2 separate regions of the Gossypium hirsutum genome follow, and region 2 is linked to region 1. The links are chromatin contacts, called in public Hi-C maps. All regions are on one chromosome and are shown on one strand. The core of a region is the stretch at or near the end of the contact, and the rest is flanking DNA. Distances in the headings are between cores, read along the strand shown.

Region 1 (3,807 bases), core at 578-3,077:
ACTCTATTTTTTTTTTTGAAGTATCTGTGTTGGACACAGAGATACGAGTATATGAATTTTAATGATACTTAAAATACATGGGAATTTTTAGAAAAATCTCTTTTTCTGATACATGTCTTTATTCGAAACTCATACCTGAATTCAAGTAATCAATTTAGTAGGTTATCTCTTCCTCAAGGGTATAGATTCTTTTGGAGGGTAATTTTCCTTTCATAGCTTAGAAACCCAATCTTGAGTTGGTCTAATAAAATTAAAAACCAAATTGATCAAACTCTCTAAGATATTTACTGACAACTTTTGATGGTTTAAAGTGATTCAATTTTTAAAAAAGAAGAGTTGAGTTTGAGATGTACTAAAATATTAAATAATATATATTTTTTTATATTATAAGAGAAGGGTAAAGTCCTAATAGCAATGCGAATAGAGCAACTCAAATCCAGACTACATATTGGACAGTGAACATTTTAACCATTAGGCTAATACACCTAAATCAATAACTTACCAAATAAATTATTTTAACCAAAACTAATCCAACAGAAATGAGCTACCTAAATCAAATAGTTGGTTAAGTGGTTATTAAATGTAATGAAAGAAAAAGAAAATATTATAATAATTCTATTAAAACTCACTTTCAACCACTAACTTATGATATATATAAGATGCAGATGAAAAATAAAATTATGGAATAAATATTTTTATAAAATTAATATAAATTAATGAATAAAGGTTTTTATTTTAAATGGTAAAATAAATATATTAAAAATTATAATATTTTGAGTTCAAATATCATTATGAATACTATTTTTTATGTAAAAGATATAAAAAAAAATAAAATACACCCTCAAAATAATTAAATATCAATGACATTTAGTGATTATTCAACTGCATTGATACTCAAATTTTTGGTTTTATTATTGTAGAATTTGAAACTCAAGTCAAATTTTAATCTTCAACTTAGCAAAATAAAATAAAATAAAAGGAAAAGGATACAATATTTGATAAGAAATTGATGAATGAATGGAGAAAAAAAAGTTAATCCTATAATTGAAACTGAAGCAAAATTCACGTACCAAATTTAAATTCAAGTTTTAAATGGCATTTTAGCACTATAATAATATCAAGTTTAAATTTTGTTATTAGTCCCTAAACTTTTATGAAATTGTAGATTTAGTTTTTATATTTTAATTTGGTCATTTTTAGTCCTTCTACTTTTCAAATTTAAAAATTTCAGTCTTCACCAAATGATAATTGTTAAATTTATTAAGTTATGCTATTTCCAAAATTTGATGCGGCTAATATATTATCATATGTATAATGCTATGTCAACTTGTTACTTTCACATATTTATCACAAAAATCCAGTCAATGGATTAAAGGCCATCATTTATATCAATATTAGAGTTTTAAAATTCAAAAAAATATAGAGGCTTAAAATGATTCAATTAGAGAATAGTGACTAAATTTACAACTGTATACATAGTACATGACTAGTAATTGAATTTAATTAAATAGAACGGTTATTATTTGGGTCCAAGCTAAAATTTTAAAATTTAAAAAGTACAAGGACTAAAATTAATCAAATATAAGGACTAAATATGTAAATTTTGCAAAGTACAGGGACTAATAGCAAAATTTAACCTAATATTAAATCTCTGAACCTAATTGCCGTTAGGATTGGGTTCAAAGAGCAGACGACCTATCCCTGTCTCCAAACAACCCTTCAACCTACAGCCTTCTTCAAAACGAAGCGTTTTAGTCCTTCAAATATTTTTTAATTATTTTTTCTTTTAAATTTTTTTTACTATATATATATATATTTGTTTATACATATCAAATCAAAATAGTTGAAAAACTCGTAAGTAAGTAAATAAATAAATAAATAGAATCCTCCAAATATTAAAAAAAGAGAAGAAATTTCGAAGGCTTTGAAAAAAAAAAAAATCGAACGAAGAAGAATAATTTGTTAAGCGATCGATCTGTGGATTACAATGGAAGTGCCTGTCTCATGGGATGCTCTACGCAAACAGGTGTGGTTTAATTCTGTTTGATTAGAAAAAAATATAATAATTTTGGCATCGAAAAAACCTAGGGTTATATAATTCTAATTAGATTTTATTGAATTTGGTGTGAATTGTGGAGGAAGTTTAGGTTTCTTTATTTGGTATTTTTAGAAATTTTCAATGAAGTAAACGATTTTTTTTTTGTTTTTGTTTTATCAGATCTTCAAAATTTCTTCATTTTTTTTTGAAGTAGTTGAGTTTTCTTTTCGGAATTTGTTCAAATGAAATTGAAATCTGGAAATTCAATGTACTGAACCTGTTTTTTTTCCCCCCTCTATTTGGGTAATTTTATGGGGGAAACAACTATAGATTTTGGATTTGTTGCTTGTAGAGAAAAGTTAAAACTTTTTGTTAATTTCCAACTCTGGATCTGTTTATACTAATTAAAGATTTAGCTAAGATTTACTGTTTTACTAAAACTTATTGCACTTTTTGTTTGTTCATTTAATTTTGAGAGATCTGTGGGCCGTGGGGGTATAATTCTCCTAATATATTAAAAAGCTTAGAAAAAATGAGCATAGTTGTGTTAAACACATACTCATATCTGACACCAGTTAACATAGGTTTCATGTGTTTCTGTTTTGTCTTTACTTTGCATACTTTTTGCCCTAAATGAATGGTCCGGTCTATGGTGTCTGTGAATCTAGTTTCATCTCTAATTACAAAGAGATCAACGTCTTTTTTTAAAAATTTATCTTTTCTGTTGAGAGTTTACCTGTGAGGAGGAAATGCTGGAAGTTTCCTATAGCAATTGATGAAGACGAATTTTGAATTTCTTTGTTAATATATTTACTTTATCTTCTGGATTTTCTGTGTGGTTGATATTGCAATATAATAAAACTAAATCCAATTTAACCTTGTGTCAATTTACTTGATGGCAACTAGAATTCGAGGTATTAGTGATGTCATTCAATTAAATATGATGATATCAGTGTTCGATTAGTTTGCTATCTTAACTGGTGTAGATGAGAGTGATGGCTGATAAGAGTTAATTGATTGCCTTCCCTGAATAAGGTAAACGGGATTCTATTAAAAATATAAATGGATGACTTTTCTGTGTAAGTCCATATTTTGATGTAGAGTTCCATTTGAAATTTGACGGTGGGTGTGAAGGCTTGCCTGAATATCATTAGGTTCCTAGTCTGCAAGGATATATCAAAATTGAAAATTTTTAACTTTCTTTAAGAATTTGAACTGTGTCAAAATTTAAAGGAACCATATATGTGGCTGTTATTTCTCCTCTAACTTGCTGATTGAATTTGATTTTAGACTGAAATTGCTTGAGTGGTTGTCCCGCATAAAATCACATATCTTCCTTATTGGTTGAGGATAAGCCTTCTTGTTGTAAATTGTAATAGACTTCTTTTAAGAAGTTCTTTAAGGAGAAAATGAACTGTAATGTTTCATTTCCTGCATTATCTAATTAACTGGGTTATGAATTTTGTAAGTTTTAGTTGCCATGCGTAGCATCAGTGCATTACCATTCTAGCTTATATAACTGGTTCAACAATCAACCTTACATTAGACAAGGTACAATACACTTCCTGATAATCTTTTTAGGTTAAGACTGGAAGAGTATGATTTGAGTCACCAATATCAAAATATTGTTGAAAGAGGTGCTTCATTATTTTTCCTCTCCGAATATTTCATTTAGATTTTCAAATTCTAGTGGCAATTAATTTGACATCCTTAAATTTATGGCATTGAGATTATGCCATTGAAATGACCTTCTTTGGCGTTAAGAACCT
Region 2 (3,807 bases), core at 964-3,463, 230 kb after region 1:
GCTACAATTCAAACCATACTCTCAGTTGTTGTCTCTTGTGGTTGGCAACTTCATTAGGTCGATGTCAACAATGCTTTTTTGAATGGTGATCTCTCTTACAAAGTGTTCATGCAACAACCTCCAAGTTATGTTCAATTTGGTCCAAATGGTGAGCATTTGGTGTGTTGTCGGGTGAAGGCATTATACGGGTTGCGGTAAGCTCTCCGTACCTGGTTTGATAAATTGAAAAGGTTTCTTATTTCTACTGGTTTTCTCGTATCCAAATCTGATGCATCTCTATTTGTTCGAGTAACATATGAGTCCATCATCTATGTTCTAGTTTATGTGGATGATATTGTTGTGACGGGGAGTATGGCTGGCAGTATAAATAGCTTTATTCAGCTTTTAAATAAAGATTTTTCTCTGAAGTTTATGGGAGACTTTCACTACTTCTTAGGCATTGAAGTTACTCGATCCTCCACTGGAAGTTTTCATTTATGCCAAGTACATCAGGGATCTACTTGATAGAAGTTTTTTAACCAATGAAAAAAGTATCTACACACCAATAATCAATTTATCGACGTTGTCTAAAGATGAGGGTACTCGTCTTACTGATCCTACAGAATATCGAAGTTTTGCTGGTGCTCTTTAATATATGGTCCTGACCCGACCTGATATTGCTTATGCTGTGAATCGTGTATGTCAGTTTATTCATGCACCCACTATAGTATATTTGGTGGCTTTAAAATGAATCTTAAGGTATTTACATGGGACTATTGATCATGGGTTGGTTTTTCATCCGTCTGACACACTATCTCTCATTGGATATGTTGATGCCAATTGGGGATTGGATTTTGATGATCGTCACTCTACGACAGGATATTGTGTGTATTATGGAAATAAATTTGTTTCATGGCGTTCGAAAAAGCAACAAGTTGTTTCGCGGACGACAGTTGAGGCTGAATATCGAAGTTTGGTTGCAACCACCAGTGATGTTACATGGTTAGTCTCTCTGCTAACGGAGTTACAAATTCATTCTGATAATTCGCCTGTTATTTGGTGTGACAATTCTGGTGTGGTAGCTATTGCTACTAATCTGGTCTTTCACTCCAAGTTCAAACATGTTGAGCTTGACCTATTTTTTGTTCGTGAAAAGGTAGTTGAGGGTTCGTTCATTATCAACGAGGTGCTAGCTTGTGACCAGGTTGCTAACATTTTCACAAAACCCCTGCCTGTCTCTTTGTTTACTCAATTTCGTCATTTTCTTCGAGTTTTACCTATTGAGAATTTGGATGAATGTTAAGTATAGGATAAGTTAGGTTGTTAGCAATTTGTTATACAAACTGGCATACTGTTAATAGAGTTTGTTAGCAGCAGTTAGTCATTCTTTCATGTATATAAGTCCTACTACTATACTGATCAAATCAACCAAAGAATATCATAATATTCATTCATATTCACTCTGTATTTCTTCATTTTCTGTACTTACTAACAATAATAAGTATAAATTACATAAAAATTCTACTCCTAATGAATATTAGAGTTTTAATGTACATCAAATTTATCTTAATCTCGATAAACATCCACTTAATAATAAAATATTCATTTTTAAAAACCCAGAATTTGAAGTCTGTCAAAATGACACGCTTTCTGTCTATCTTATGACACTTTTTTTTAAAATGTTTTCTTTTGGCTTTCTGTTTTGATTCTTTCGCTTCTTTTGACTGGTTTTACTTAGTTTCCTGTTCATTTGAGTGTTTTGGTATGGAAGAAGAATTAGCAAATCTGAGACTGTTGGATGAAGAAGAGAAGACGTTCCAATAGAAAGCAGCGGTGGTAGATCGGAGCTATCAATTCTGCTTGGTAGGGAGATGTCTCATGGACAGTGTGGTCCATTTTCCCTCACTACGTAATACTATGGTTGATTTGTGGCACCCAATTGGAGGAATATGCATCACGGATCTAGGAGACAAAAGGTATATTTTTCAGTTTTTCCATGAGGTTGATGTGCAACGGGTTTTTTCTGGTTCACCTTGGTTCTTCAACAATCATTTGTTGATCCTACAAACAATACAAAAAGGAGAAAATCCATCAAATATAGTCTTAAATTTCACTGATTTTTTGGTTCAAATCCACGAATTACCTCCAGGTTTAATAACGAAAATGATGGCCAAACAATTTGGTGATTTTTTGAGAAAGTTTCTTAAATACAACACCTCAATTCCAATCATGGGTTTGAAGAAATTTATGCGCATCTGTGTCTGCTTGGATGTTTCTTCCCCGTTGAAAAGAAAGAAAAAGATCCAAATTGGTAATGAAATTATTATTTATGCTCGTTTTCAATATGAAATATTGAGTTTATTTTGTTTTATTTGTGGCAAGTTGGGACACGGTGAAAGTTATTGTCCACTTTGATTTTGCATAGAACCAGCCAAGATTGTATTTGGTTGGGAAGTGTCCTTGCATGCTGTGTCGCGGCCGCGAAGCATGGTGGCGAGTAGGTGGCTCCGACAGGCTGATGGATCACAGTGGAATAGTGAGAGTATGGAATGTAATAATCAGAGTCGTAAATGGGGGAAGGATTTGGGGCGTAACTCAATGGGGGAATCATGGAATCAATTTTCAAATCCCAAATTTATCTCTTCACAATCAAGTCATCATATTCCTTTTAAAGAGCCTGATAGCTGGCGTAATATTGACAGTGGGGTTTTAACTAATGAGGATTCTAGTTATGGGCCAACAAATTTAATTTTGGAGGAAAATGTCCCTTTAGTTAATTTAGAAGGAAAAAAACATCAGAGGGTAATGGAAGGACTTTTAACAGCTGCAGAGAATAAAGTGGATGCAGGAATTCTTGATTTAACAGCTAGCTCTAGGGAACAGAGCAGCCGAATGCAATGAAATACTTAGCTGGAATGTTCGTGTTTGGGGAGATCACGAACTATTAAGAGGCTCAAGAACAAATTGAGAGTCATTAATCCCCGAATTTTGTTTCGTATTTAAACAAAGTTAAGTGCTAAAATGATGGAAGCAATTTAAGTGTGGGTTTGATAATGAGATTGATGTGGGGGCTTTGGGCTCAAAAGGAGGCCTATCTTTGGGTTGGAAAGGAAATTCTTTAATTCAGCTAAAGAGTTTTTCTTCCTCCCATATTGATGTTGAGGTGCATGACGATGAAATTGACGCAATTTGGCGCTTGACGGGTTTTTATGGAAATTCGAATGAAAGAAATAGGAGAGAGTCGTGGGATCTTCTTTGACATTTAGGGCAGGACCAAATGACTCCTTGGATTGTGATGGGGGATTTTAATGAAATCACGAGTTCTTTGGAAAAGAAGGCTGGGAGGCTTCGAGCAGAATGCCAGATGCAAGAATTTAGAACAGCAATGGAAGATTGTGGACTCAATGATCTAAAGTATATTGGTAGATGGTTTACGTGGGAATGAGGAAGGTTTTTGTCAACCAACATAAGGGAGAGGTTGGATCGAGAGTTGCATCATTGAGTTGGGTTAATATTTGTCCTAATTATCAATTAGAACATCTGACCCATTCTTTCTCAGACCATTGTCCGATTTTAATTGACACCATGGGAAGGTAAAAGCATATTCTGTTTTACAGCGAAAGTTCTTTTCAGTTTGAGGCAAAATGGGTTTTAGAAAATTCTTTTGATGAGAAGATTAAAAGAAACTAGGAGAGTATTTTGGGTAGTGTTCCGGATAAGCTTGTGAGTTTGGGACATCAAATTCAGAGATGGAGCAGGCATAGAATTAGAGAGCGAAAGATTAAACGTATGGACCTTGAAACTCAAATTTCTTTACAACCGAGATCC

Evidence for each region. A called contact is a pair of places that touch in the nucleus more often than the background predicts.
Region 2: a contact with region 1 is called in a Hi-C map of leaf, with 2.3 times the contacts expected there. The contact joins the enhancer-like site here to the promoter of LOC107934644 in region 1. A contact is called at or near these places in 12 of 34 Hi-C or Micro-C datasets (callus, hypocotyl, leaf and 2 more).

Annotation. Positions count from the first base shown.
Region 1 is chrA06:125,307,060-125,310,866 of Gossypium_hirsutum_v2.1, forward strand. It overlaps LOC107934644 (Golgi SNAP receptor complex member 1-1), which reads left to right and starts at 1,828. Exons shown (of 5, transcript XM_016867122.2): 1 at 1,828-2,026. The coding sequence starts at 1,988.
Region 2 is chrA06:125,536,993-125,540,799 of Gossypium_hirsutum_v2.1, forward strand. It overlaps LOC107943777 (a long non-coding RNA gene), which reads right to left. Exons shown (of 4, transcript XR_001696056.2): 4 at 1,426-2,040. Among protein-coding and RNA genes, the nearest start is that of LOC107943777, 5.4 kb to the right of the region's middle. Within about 2 kb of position 2,214, at least 6 of the 9 cell types and tissues checked have an H3K27ac peak or open chromatin away from gene starts, as enhancers often do.